Linked DNA regions of Arachis hypogaea: region 1 is linked to region 2. Evidence: chromatin contacts called from public Hi-C data. All regions are on one chromosome and are shown on one strand. Each heading gives the region's core, a stretch centred on a gene start, on an enhancer-like site or on the middle of the called end of the contact. The rest is flanking DNA. Distances are from core to core; before and after follow the strand shown.

Region 1 (6,933 bases), core at 1,623-4,122, 140 kb after region 2:
CCTACCTCTTTGAGTCACTCTACCCGATCTCAATGCCCCTCTCTCTCTCTCTCTCTCTCTCTCTCTCTCTCTCTCTCTCTCTCTCTCTCTCTCTCTCTCTCTCTCTCTCTCTCTCTCTCTCTCTATCCCTCCGTTGTTTTATCCACTAGCAGCATCCGCCATCGCCTAAAAACTCTGTTATTGGCACCGCAACGAACGCCGCCTCCTACAAAAATTTAGGTATGCACTCTTGTTCTTCATGTTATATTAGTGGTTCTTTCGAGTTAATACTCAAAGTGGTCCCTGAACTTGCAGTCGAGCCTCAATGTCGTTCCTGAACTTAAAATTATCCCAAATTTGTCCTTGAACTTAACAACGGTTGTTCGTGAGATATTTTCCGATGACGAAATGATGACGTGGTTGGACGGAAGCCACGCTACACTGGTAAAACATCATCCTATCCTTTTTTGCACCCAAATAGATACTTTCCGATATCATTTATGTTCTATTTGGGCGCAAAAATGAAACAACAATGTTTTACCAATGCAGCGTGGCTTCCGTCCAACCACGTCATCATTTCGTCATCGGAAAGTATCTCACGAACGACCGTTGTTAAGTTCAGGGATAAATTTGGGGCAATTTTCAGTTCAGGAATGATATTGAGGCTCAACTGCAAGTTCAGAAACCACTTTAAATATTAACTCGGTTCTTTCTAAGGATGTTAGAAGAAATTAGTTTAATCAAACTGAATTGAAATTGTTTTAAATAAATTAAGTAAAATAACCAAATTGAGATCACAATTTTTATAAAACCAAACCATAAAAAAACTGGTTTCTAATTTGAATGAATGTCAAAAGCCCAAATATCGATGGTTTTGAAAATTGGATTGAACCGGCCAATCCGATCGGTCTAATTACGAATTAGGTACCAATGAAGTTCGGTTCAACATCAAAAACTATTATTTTAAAAAGGGTAAAATACTAAATTGGTCCCTACGTTTGGGTGTAATTCTATTTTGGTACTTAAAGTTTAAAGCGTTCTATTTGAATCTAAAAAGTTTCATTTAGTTTTAGAGGTAATGACCAAATCAGTACCCAAAAGATTCAAACGCTGACATTTTGGTACCTCACTATTGTTATTGACAAAATGGTCGTTAAAAGATTTTAAAATTTGACAAGCGTGCCCCTGAGCTCGCCGGAGCAAATTTCCGACAAGCACAATGCTGATGTGGCCATTGTGTTTTGGTGACTTGGCAACCCACCCCCAAGGTTCCCTCCCCAACGCACACTCCCTCCCCTTCCCTCTCCCCCCTGTCGCAGCCCTCATCCCCAACACACACTTTTCCCCCATCGTAGTCTCCGCCGTATCACAACCCCTTCCCCAACGTATACTTTCCCTTTCTCCCTCAACACCACCATTCACAGCAACAACAACTTTATCATCAACAGCAACAACAACCTCCACCACTCTCCCTCTCCAATGCACAATACCCCTCCCTCCCTCCCTCAACCCCACCACTCGCAGTAACAATAGCCTTAATATTAACAGCAACAATAATCTCCACCACTCCCCTTTTTCCAATGCACACTCCCCTCTCCCTCCCTCAACACCACCATTCACAGCAATAACAACCTCAACATCAACAGAGTTGTCCCAAATCATGAATTGTCCCAAATTTTAGGTTAAATTATCATTCAAAAAAATTAATAACAATAAAACTCAGAGAAAACAAACACATTCATATACAATAATCAAAATAAAATAAAACTTAATACAACACCACCAAAGCAAGAATAGAAGAAGAAAACCAGACACAGAGGGGCACGACACAATGGAACCCAGACAGAGGAGGCATGGCAGCGACTGGGGGCTAGCAGTGAAGGCGACAGCGGTGAAGACGCACAGACAACGCAATGCCATGAAGGAGATAGACGACACTGGCGAACGCAGAAGATCCGATGACGAGATGGCGACAGTGCGGTGTCGATGACACTAGCTCTGTAAAACTGAGAAGGTTGAACTCCACTGCTATTTTGGGGGAGAGTGAGTTGAGAGTGTGAGACACTGTGTTGAGAAGGGGATTAGAATTCAAAGGGGCAAGGGAAAGGGGATTAGGGTTTAGAAAGGGGAATTTTTGATTGAGGAGGGAAGAAGTGCGTTGGGGATGGGAGATTAGGGTTAGGGAAGGGGAGGGAAGGATTAGGGTTGGGGAGGGGGGAGAGTGCATTCAGGAAGGGGAGGGGGAAGGAAAAGGAGAAGGAGAAGTGCATTGGAAAGGAAGAAAGGAAGTAGGGTGGGGGAGGGGGGTTGCCATGTCATCAAAATGTAGTAGCCATGTCAGCACTGTACTTGCCGGAGATGTGCTCCGGCGAACTCGTGGGTACGCTTGTCAAATTTTAAACTCTTTTAAGGACCATTTTGTCAATAACAATAGTGAGGTACCATAATGTCAGCGTTTGAATCTTTCGAATACTGATTTGGTCATTACCTCTTTAGTTTTAATATAGTCCCACCGTGAGATCAAAGTTAAATAATTAACAGAATACCCTACATACATGACAGCAACAATATCGATAATCGGGAGAACAAGTACAAGTTCTAGAGGCCCAAAATCAATCGTAGATGCATCAATACATTTATTTATCATTCTTCTTACAATTTAAATGAAATATTTTCTATAGAAGTAAAGAGAATGATAAATAAATATATTAATACATTCACGGTTGATTTTGTGCCTCTGAAATTTGTACTTGTTCTCCAAATTATCGACCTTGTTCTTATACTGCTGTTATGTAGGACATTTCATTAATTATTTAACTTTGACACTATATTAAAGCTAAATGAATTTTTTTTTGAATTCAAATAGGATACTTTAAACTTTAAAGACCAAAATAGAATTATGGCCAAAGACTAATTTAATACTTTACCATTTTAAAAATTGGCTAAAAATCATTGAATCGGCTGGACGAACTGAATCGGGACCCCATCGGATTTCTTGAAGCGACGTGGTTTCTTTGTTAAGAAAAAGAACGCGCCAGTTTCTCTTCGGTCCTCACCCAGTCACCCCCATTCCTCTGCGCTGCAGTCCCCCACCCCCAAATCACAACCCTAGGTCACAGAAGTCTTCCCCACCGCCGCAGGGAGTGAGAATCACGCCACCGCCCATTGCTCTCAGTCACCTTGAAACCTTCAACCAAGCTTCCCTCTCTCAGAGAAAGAAAAAAAGGTGACAAACCCTAGCTTCCATTGTTGCCGTCGTTCTTCTCACCGCCGCCGTCCCGCCGTTCTTCGCCAGCTTCTTTTCTTCGCGCGTCACCAGCTTCTTTGCCTGGTCCAGTTTCGTCGTCCGTTCCATCGCCAGGTCCAGCTTCGTCGTCCGTCGTGTGCTCGTCGCTGCCGCCAGCTTCTCCACGTCACATTGTTGCTCCCTCTCCTTCCTACTCTGCTCGTTCGAAGACCACCGAAGGTTAGTTAATTTTTCTTGCTTACTTTTTTTTTGTTTCTAATCAGTTGTTTATAAGAAAATGTGATTTGGTTAATTTAGTTTTAATGTGTTCAGAATGATTTTGTTAAAAAAAAAAAAATTAGTTAATTTTGTGTGTCTTTGTGAACTCTGATCTCTTATGATATGTCGTCCGTCGCTCTAACTCAAATCTCTGCTCACTGCCCTCGCCGAAGGTAAATCAGTCAGTGCTTGTTCTTGGACTCTTGGTTGATTAAGTCTGTTACTGGCTTACTTCTTGATGATAAATTGATACTGATTCTTGTGATAAATTGATACGGGCTTGTTGAATTGATGCTTAGTGAATTTACTGGAATTTGGTTTCTGTAGGAGAAGCATTATATCTCTACTACTATCTGTGTTCTCTTTTTAATTACAATTTGATTTCATTATATGTGGGGTTTTGTGGCCATTCCTTTGCAAAATCATAAAAGAAGTTTTGTAATTAATCATTATTGAAAACAAAAATGAATGTCACTTTGGCATTTGATTAGCGATTTTGCTATCAACATGTTATTTCCGTTAATAAATCTTTGGAATTGAATTACAGGTTTCTTAATTCTTATAGGAGTTAGTTTCTTAATCTTGTGCTTAGATTGTAACTGTTAATTTCAGTTATGGATGATAATATAAATCAAGAGGCATTTGCTCATACTAATAATATTTTCTGCCAATCAAGAAGCATTTGCTTAGATTGTGACTATCTTCCATTTTTTCTCTTCCAATATGCTCTGTTGGGACTGTTTTCTGCCTCAGTCATTATATGCTGAATGTTTTCATTATTCTCTTCCAATTGGGGATTGTATTCTCTTCCATTTTTTCTTTTCCAATATGCTCTGTTCACCACACAGGAGATTTGTGCAGTTGGGTGTGGTCAGGTATGATCGTTATTTTGTTTTATTTTATTTTTCAATTTGATGATATCTTTGATCTTTGTTGCCTGTGTTGGTGTTTGTTGATGGCCTGGAGTTTTGAGCTGTTTGTTAGATATGAGTTTAGATTGTGATAAATTTTGATAACTATTGTGTTTTGAGAAGGTTTGGTTTAGTGATTAGGTTGAGCTTAATTGCAAAAGAGGTCTTGCTACTCAGTTGTAAGGATTGTATAGTATTAACTTATTAAATGATTATAATTGCATTTTGTTTGAACTTATTAACTTATTAAATGATTAGGTTGACTTACTGAATAGTATTCATTGATTGGAATTGCATTTTGCTTTAGATGGTGATGATTTTCTTATGGAATGACTAAGTTTGTGTTAGACTACAAGTATGTACTAGGGTGTTTATTTATAATTTATTTATTATTTTATTATAAAACGGTTTTTCCGGTTGGACTACGATTAAATCAATTGGACCAGTAAACCAGTGAACCAGTGATCGGAGTGGTTTGATGACCGGTTCGGTTTTTAGAACCTTGCAAACATAAAAAACTCCCATGATGCTACGGTGCACCATTACCAATGGCTAAACCCTAGCACACCTCTTTGGCCGCTTTCGTTGCTTACTTCCGGATTGGAGAGCATTAGGAACGGGCTCCGCGTTCTGTATTTCTTAGTTTCGTTTAATTATACACATTATTTTCCAGCAAGAACAAGTTTCAAATCATGGTTTAAAGCTGCTGCAAGTGCAATATGATTTTGGCATTCAAGTTATTATTTTATCTTGTACAGTTTTGTATGCAGTTCATCCATATTTTCTTTTTCTATTTGCCGTTGATTACCCTTGTCCTATCTTTATGTTTTAATAGGATTGGAACCAGGGGAGACAGTAATTGCAGCCGTCTTACATCTGGGTATGCTCCATTTCGTTCAAAGCTTCTACCTTTCGTGGATGATTACTGTTTTAGAAAGCTAGGTAGCTGCTGCTGCATAAACAGTAAGAATCTCACTTCTTCAGGTTTTTGTAGCCTCTTGATTTTGTTTTTAACTACTTCTTCATGCTTGGTGATTTGTTCAACTCAAACTCCGCGATTCAAATGTTTGACAAATTAAATAATTGACATCAGTGCTTGGGCCTTAAATAATAAGTAATATGTACTGTGTAAAGGTATGTGTAATGTAATTATATTTTCCTGTGGTCCGCTGAAATGAATAAGAATGTTGAAGAATACAATGATGTAGTAGCATCATCATGACACTAATTAATTTCTGGGCATATATATAGCATGAAATATATTGAAATGTTTAAGAATAATAAGAAGGACAAAAGAACACAGTGGAGTCTTAAATATATTGAAATATTTAAGAATGCCACAATATGGATGATTCCCTATCCACTTGAAACTTGTGTTGATATGTAATTTATTTTCCAGAATCAAGGAGTTTGACTACAAAATTGATACTAATTCTTCTCATGATTTTAATTACAATTCGGGACTTCCATCCATACTTGATCAACTTTGAAAGTGAAGTAAAGTATCTCAAATTTGACAACTTGAGGGTTCGGACTTCTGTGTGTGTGTGTGTGTGCGTGCGTGCGTGCGTGCGTGCGAGCGAGCGAGAGCGAGAGAGAGAGAGAGAGAGAGAGCTTGTTATGTGAAAATGAGAGTTTGGTTTGTTCAGTTCAGTTTATGAAAAAAAATGACACCCCTAGTTCTTTTTCCTGCTAGAACATATATTTGTGTCTCTTGTTTTCTAATTTCTATTTACTCTTGGTATTGTGAAGAGGAACGCACAGAAGAGACTACCTTTCCCTTTTTCCCACTCAGATTTCCAATGGTGGATCCTTCTAGAACCATCGACGTAGAGAAGTTGATCTCCTGGTGCGACGACCTTGTCAAGATTCTGCCGGATCAGCACGACATCGACAACCTTGCTCTATGTCTCCAACGCACTACTTCCCTCTCTTCCACCTGCAATTCCGACCTCAACCATGTCCGCAACTTGCTCCAAGGTCTTTTTCATTCCTCCAATTTTTGTTGTTCTTTTTAACTCATCTTGTGCCGCGATTTTGTTCCATTTTAGTAGGTACTATTCAAATTTTGCAATGCAATGGTAGAAAGAGAAAAGGTGGGAATTTGAGAATTTTATTTTGTTCAAAAAATTCATTTTATGATGATGAGGGGTATGTACATTGGTTATTTGGTTACCTCGGATGTCGTAGCTGCTAATGTTGCAACTTTGATGAAGATGTTGATCTTCAATTTCTGGTATCAACTCACAAGTCTTTCTTATGATTTTGAACATTTGAACAATATCATACATATAATTCATTTAAAAGCAGAGCATAAGTTTTAAGCAATGTCTTTCTATTTTACAAAGCTAGCAAATTTGCCTCTATGGTTTACTTATATACAATATAAGTTCAGTCTAAATTATGACAATCTTACATGGAAAGGTGCAAGTTCCTTAGATTTTATAATCTTTGCCTCTGATTCACTCATTAATAGGTTTAATATGTACTTGTGCCTTCTCTGTGATTGAAGAAAGAACTCCATTACAACCAATTCTA
Region 2 (6,995 bases), core at 1,987-4,486:
TTCAGTCATCCATTATTTAACCCATAACTTGTTCAATCATGGTATTTCCTTATTAATGTTCATCAATCATTCAGGTTAAATTCTCAAAAGGCAGCCATGCGTAGCTTACGCCTAGCTAGAAATCATTCCACTTTTGCACATGAAAGACTTGTCTATGAAGGATGGATATTGTATGATACCGGTTGTCGTGAAGAGGCATTAGCCAAGGCTGAGGAGTCCATTTCTATACGAAGATCATTTGAAGCTTTCTTTCTCAAAGCTTATGTATTAGCTGACTCAAGTCTTGATTCTGAGTCGTCAAAGTGTGTGATCGATCTCTTGGAGGAAGCTCTTAGATGTCCTTCAGATGTCCTTCGTAAAGGACAAGTAAGTGTAATATCGTTTTCAGATTAAATAGATCATTTTCTATTTTATTTGAATGCTAAAATGATGAACTTACTTGTGTCATTATTTTACATTGTAGGCACTAAATAATTTAGGGAGTGTTTACGTAGATTGTGAAAAGCTGGACCTTGCTGCCAACTGCTACTTGCATGCCCTCGATATCAAGCATACACGAGCACATCAGGGTTTGGCACGTGTATATCATCTTAAAAATCAGAACGAAGCTGCATATGACGAGATGACAAAGCTAATTGCAAAGGCCCAAAACAATTCATCAGCTTATGAGAAGCGTTCAGAATATTGTGATCGTGATATGGCAAAGAATGATCTTAACATGGCAACACAGTTGGATCCTCTACGGACTTATCCTTACAAATATAGGGCAGCAGGTAAAGTCCAATCAACTTGTTATATTATTCTGTGTTATGCTTCTTACATGTTTACTGTTTAAACCTGTGGAAGTGGGAAGGGTGGAGGAAAGTTTGGTTGTGATTGTAAGCCATTTTGTGTTCAAATCATTGTTTCGGCAGACAGCAGATCCTGGTCAGTTGTACTTGTAGTGTGGTGATTTAATTAATTTCAGGCATTCTGAAATCTTCCATAATGTTTTCCAACCTGAATTTTTCTATTTTTTTTTTCCTTATACTAGCTTTGTAGAACTCTTAAGGCCTACTTAAAAACTTATGCATGGAAGATTTAGCTTTGAGAAAACATTTGCTTTTGAAAAGATCAATGAGTATCAAAATCACTATAAAGCTTTCCTCTTCCCAACTAATGATGGTTTGGACTTCCACATATATGCTTGTATTAGAAATTATGTAATCTCCGCAAAACATCATGGTGTAAGGTTATGATAAATGAAATAGGATCTTGCACACTTGTGATTTGAAAATCAGCATTATACAATGTTATTGTTGAAGGAATATTATTGTAGTTCTGATGTTTTTGTGTTCCTGAGGAATGAAGTAACTCAAACTAGATAAAACAGAGAGAGGCTTAACCTACTTGTCTTTCTTGGAGAGGGCAAATGGGAATGTTCATTTTTGGGTTTGTTTATCTTATCGGCGGTAGTTATTTACGAAGTGTGAGAGCAAACAAATCTTGTGTGTGTGTGTTAAGTATCTAAGGAAAGTGGAAAGCATCCCATACTACCCGATGTGGGACTTTGGGCACCCCATAATACCCAAGTCCCTAACAGTGTGATCCTATTCTCATTTGATGACCGAATTTGTTAGAGCCTTATTGTTTTAATATTGTACTGTGCTCATACTGAACTTCATGTTTGTTGGATGTGATCATGATTAAGTCTTAAATCATTGAAACCAGCTAGTAAACTGCTCCCACAACTTTTACTGACATGCAACCTCTATATATCAGTTTTGATGGATGATCACAAGGAAGATGAAGCAATAGTGGAGCTTTCAAGGGCCATCAATTTCAAGCCAGATCTGCAACTTTTGCATCTTCGAGCAGCATTTTATGATTCAATGGGTGATTATGCTTCTACTGTCCAGGATTGTGAAGCTGCCCTTTGTCTTGATCCTGGCCATTCTGAGACATTAGATCTCCGCAATAAAGCACGAGAGCAAATTAATGAACAAAAGTGAGAGAATCACAGATCAATAATCAGGTTTTCCTTGTTCTCTAGGTTGCATTTGGTTAGTGTAAAATATGTGGACACAAAATATGTGGACATGGTAGGACACAAATATCTTTGGTGCACTAAGGAAGAGATAGAGTGAGTGAGAGAGACAGTGGGACTGAAATACAGTCTTGAGAGTCCATGTCAGAAGGAAGGCCACTAACATTGTTATCTTCAGTGTCTCAATGTCTCATTGTCCTGTTCAACCATAAAGGGGCAATACTATTCTTGTTGACCTGCACCATTTTACACCTAACAGCCTGGTAATCATCAATTCTATTTATCTATTGAATGGTCTCTAGAAAGAGTACGGTCTATATATATCGTTCTCATAGGCTGGCCTTCTAGATGCAGAATACAGAAGGAAAAGAGAATTTAGAGACATAATTTGGATCGATTGAAACTGAATGGAAAGTAGGGGAGCAAACAGCTGCTGCTGTTGCTATTCTTGACTAGGCCTCACCAGTAAGAATGGTGATAAAGTTTTAGACAAAACTTGTCTATACAAGTCAATTTGTCATGTAAAAGATTCAGTATTTGCCACCATATTTTTGGCTGAGCAATTGCCGATTCACATCATGCTGTAAGTTGTAACCTTTTGCCACTGTTATATAAACAGATTTTTTTCTCAGCTATTTCAATGGTATTTGTGATAAGTTCTACGTAAACTGCTATCTCCATCACCATCTATAGGATTTGTCATGCGCTCAATTATTCTCGACTGTTTCCTTTTATTTTTTGTTCTTTTTCCCCAACTTTTACTATATGCACTTATTTTTGGGGAAGAGGATTCTTCTATCCTGTTCAGATCAATCAGATCATGTTAAAAATTGTGAAAATTTAATGGTGTGGAATGTGGATGTGTATATGTAATTCGTACATGAGAAATTCATATGCCATTTTTTTATTATTTACATTAGCTTCATGTTACCTTGTTAAATGTTATTGAAAATGTGAATTTATAACCTTCAAATATTTACTGTAAAAGAAAAAAAAGATCTGGTATGTTGTTTCTCTTCCCACGTGAAGGTGGCTTTTAAACCCACCTGTGACAAATTTAAAGCAAGACTTTAGTTTTAATGATTTTCATGAGAGGTCCATAGTTTCAACTGTTTTTATGTATTCCACCTAACTTGATTTCATATCCTCCTATTTTTTTTCTTCCCCCAAATATCTTCTCCGTTGTTGCTGTTATAGAAGCTTACCAAAAATGGAAGAACAAGCAGAACAAAATATTATGACAATGGATTTGGAATGCCGCAGAATGTTAAACTTCAATGCACCCCTTCTATCAACAAGGCGTCTTGCTAATTCAGTTGTTGCAGGTACATCACTTAGTATGTTACAAAGCACAAGTATTCCATTTTCATGGGAGCAAGCCCCAGGCAAGCCGAAAAACCAAGAGAGGAGCAATAACATCCACGACCGAGATGTAGAAACGCCTCGGCTCCAATTACCACCTTGCCTTCAGCATCTTCCAAGAGCAGCAGCTGAAGCTGACTTAGGTAATGCTGTTCTTTCATTTGATCAAGATGATGGTTGTGATGGTGATGATGACGACGATGATGACAATGAGAACAAGAAGAATAGTGAAGTTTATTCAGATGCTATGGAACTTTTTTCTTTATCAGAGGCATTAGACATTGTTGTCCAACAATCAGAGACAAATCACAGTAGCAGCAATGATGTGTTGAGATTAAAGCTTTCAGAATCTAATGTTGATCAATGTTCAAGCTATATGATTAATCGCTTTCTCCCTGATGCCACTGCATTGGCAGCATCATCTTCTGCACATTTTCCAAACAATGGTTACAACAAGAAAGGTTGTGATACTTGCAGTAATTCAAGGCACTCATATGCTTCTTCTCCAAAGGGTTGTGGCCTTCAACTTCTGTTCCCTTGGCGTATGAAGCACAAGCTTTGTGCTATAAAGAGCCCTGTGATGACATGCTCCACAAAAGTGCAGAAGCATCAGCAGAGTTTGAAAAACAAGAAGCATTGTTCATCAGTTCACAAGACTAGTAAAAGTATCAAAGGAGATATTTGAAAGTAATTTTTTTTTCTTTTCATCAAAGTCTAGGTTTGCACTAAGCATTTTACTAATGTTAGGTTATATTTCTCGGCGCACTGAATGTTTAGAGGTACATATAGAACACAAGAAATGCTATGTGCACATAAAAAACCAGCTATTAAATCAGTTACTATGTATTTGTGTATAAATACATGTATTGTTCAACTTATTTTTAATGTGTATTTTGTATTTCAGCATGTATTTTATACAGGTAACTAATTTGGTGGCTGATTTTTGTACACATAGCATGGTTGATAAAGCATACCGAATTTCGCATTGGTAGAGGAAATTGAATCTGTTTTCTTGTAGCATACAAGGCATCAAGGTGATTTCTTACTAATTATGCTCTTTGACTGGCCTGATCTTGTAGCCATTAGTTTATTCTTTCCTTTTTTTATTCTATTCATATTTTGTTGCCATTACTCAGTTACCTGTTTAAAGTCATATGCCAAAATGAGATGTATAAAAAAAATGTACTTTGGATTTTAGTTAGGAAAATAGGAAGGACACTTGGAAAACTACTAGGGCCTTCTTTCCTTGTTCCATCTCCAACACATTGAAAAATAGTCCATGATTGGTTAATGGCTTTATTAATTGACATAATAAATAATTAATTTAAGGTTCGTGATTCATATTTTGGTTGCGTGTGAGCTCTTACGTGCTTCTCTCTTAGGTAGGAATCTGCAAAAACTGGAAAATACACAAATTACGTACAAAAGCCAGGCAGAAGTTGTATTAAAATTAACTTCTATGTTCTACAGTTGACAAGGCCTGCATGAGATAATATTATTATTATATATACGGATGATTTTTCTGATAATTATCCTTTATTAAGTCCAATTTTCTAATAGGATGGACATTTTCTGGAAATAATTTGCTAATTATCAGATCATAGATTATGGATTTTCCTTCATTGGCCTCAGTCAAATGGAATCTAACATCTTCTGTAACCCCTTTAATTTTAACATGAGGTCAATTGATGTTTTGAGTCACAGAGAAAGATGCATGAATATCAAGAACGGTCAATAAATAAAGCAAAAGTTTGTTTCATGATTAGGCGTGTTCAAGATTTGGACCCACCCAAAATCCGGTTCAGATCTAAGGCATATTTTACCGTGTTTGAATTTATCATTTTTATCCTGTGTTATTTTCGAATCAGATTTGAATTATGCTTGGGTCATCCGACTTGCTTCGAAATTGTTTTTTATAATAAAAATATATATTTTAGAGTGAAATTAGTAATGTCATATTATATTTTTATATTTTAATTAATATTTTTCATATTATACGGTATTATTTTTACTTTAAAATAATTTATTTTAGTATAAATATGATATAAAATTTGTTAAATTTAATTATTAAAAATAAAACATTATTACTTTAGTATATAAAACTTACAAATTTATATATACTGATTTTACATCGAATTAATTCCAGTTTAATCTAATCTATTTCGAATCACTCTTGGATTGGGTCAAAATAAACTCAACAACCCTTTTAGAGTTGAGTCCAATCTAATTAAACCTGGCTCAACTTAATCCATGAACATCCTAATTCGTGATTATCATTTCTAAGAATATGATGATCATAACTAATTTTCAAGAGGTCAAGACCTATGTTCTGCCACAGAAGATCATGAATTAAATACCAGGAATTTACTTCATTAAATCATATTTTTCTCATTGGAACTTCTTCTTTGATGCTATTTTTACTTGTTATAACCCGGCTTCATAACTTCAGGTTTACAAGCCAAAGAATAAAATCAACTCTTCATGATGCATTTTAAGATTAATTTGAATAGATTATAGAAAAGTACATTCAAAGATTTTTTTTATGTTTAGGAACTTAATGTCTGAAAAAAAGATGTAAAAGCTTAAAGGTGATATTTTATTGGTGCCAAAGAAAAAATAGTTTGCAACGCTTGATTGCTTTAAAAATTGTGTTCATTTTATGGTGAAAGAAGACATATACAGAATAAACATAGACATATACATATATGAATCTGTACAAATTAATTTACATTAAACGATCCACTATCTTACAATGAATACCCAAAAGATTTCTGATGTGCAAAAAAGAAAGAAAAAAAAAAAAACTGTGTACTATGTACTCCTTGGCTTTTAATTAGCTATTTATTATTAGCTTTAGTTTCTCCAAGCAGAAACTCTCACTAGTTCTGTTCCTTTCCATGCCAGAACAATTTCATTCCCATTTTGCCCTTCAATCCTTGTCTCATACGAACCTCCACTACCTCTCAACATTTCTCTTACTTCCATTAAAATGCTTGTGCTCAATCTGCAACCTTCTAGTCCAATTTCAGTTTCCCCAGGAACATGGCAAGAATCCCTCTCCATCTCTTGCCAATTTTGTAACCAAGCAAAAGGAGACACATGAGGCGCCACAAATAGGGACTCTATAAGAGTCCTTGCCTCTGAGAAACTTGTTGGGAAACATGACTCAATTGATTCCATTAAGGCATGGTAATGCACCAAATGACCATCAAAGAATGCCTTGAAATTCATGCTGGTCTTGAGTTTCTCAAACGCATCACCATCACCAAAAGTGATGATTCCCTTGTTCCCAGAGCCATTGATCAAATCCTTAGCCAGCTTCAGAAATTCCATGGCTTGTTTTCTGCTGCTTCTATTGGCCATATGTGGCAGGTTAAGCATGCAATTGAAGGCCAAAAACTCTCTGATGCCACTGCCACCACTTTTCTTCACATTCTTCAACTCACTAACAAGTTCCTCAATTCCCTTTTCCTCCACCTTCAGATTCAATCCCCACGATCTTGCATGCTCATAGAGATGCCTCTTAGTTTCCTCAGAAATCCAAGGAGTAGTGGAATTACCATCATGCCCTTGCTGATGATGACCGGAACTGATTGATGTCAATTTG

Evidence for each region. A called contact is a pair of places that touch in the nucleus more often than the background predicts.
Region 1: a contact with region 2 is called in a Hi-C map of leaf, with 2.7 times the contacts expected there. The contact joins the promoter of LOC112743692 here to the promoter of LOC112742910 in region 2. A contact is called at or near these places in 2 of 8 Hi-C or Micro-C datasets (leaf and an unstated tissue).

The regions. Positions count from the first base shown.
Region 1 is chr14:111,007,897-111,014,829 of arahy.Tifrunner.gnm2.J5K5, forward strand. LOC112743692 (kinetochore protein SPC24 homolog) reads left to right here and starts at 2,873. Exons shown (of 7, transcript XM_025792988.3): 1 at 2,873-3,445; 2 at 5,231-5,358; 3 at 6,148-6,375. The coding sequence starts at 6,198.
Region 2 is chr14:110,867,929-110,874,923 of arahy.Tifrunner.gnm2.J5K5, forward strand. LOC112742910 reads left to right here and starts at 3,237. Exons shown (of 1, transcript XM_025792153.1): 1 at 3,237-4,073. The coding sequence starts at 3,237. The coding sequence ends at 4,073. LOC112743689 (ethylene-overproduction protein 1) reads left to right here. Exons shown (of 6, transcript XR_011871066.1): 2 at 75-366; 3 at 464-773; 4 at 1,762-2,289; 5 at 2,375-2,609; 6 at 3,352-6,995. LOC112742911 (scarecrow-like protein 26) reads right to left here. Exons shown (of 1, transcript XM_025792154.1): 1 at 6,242-6,995. The coding sequence ends at 6,242.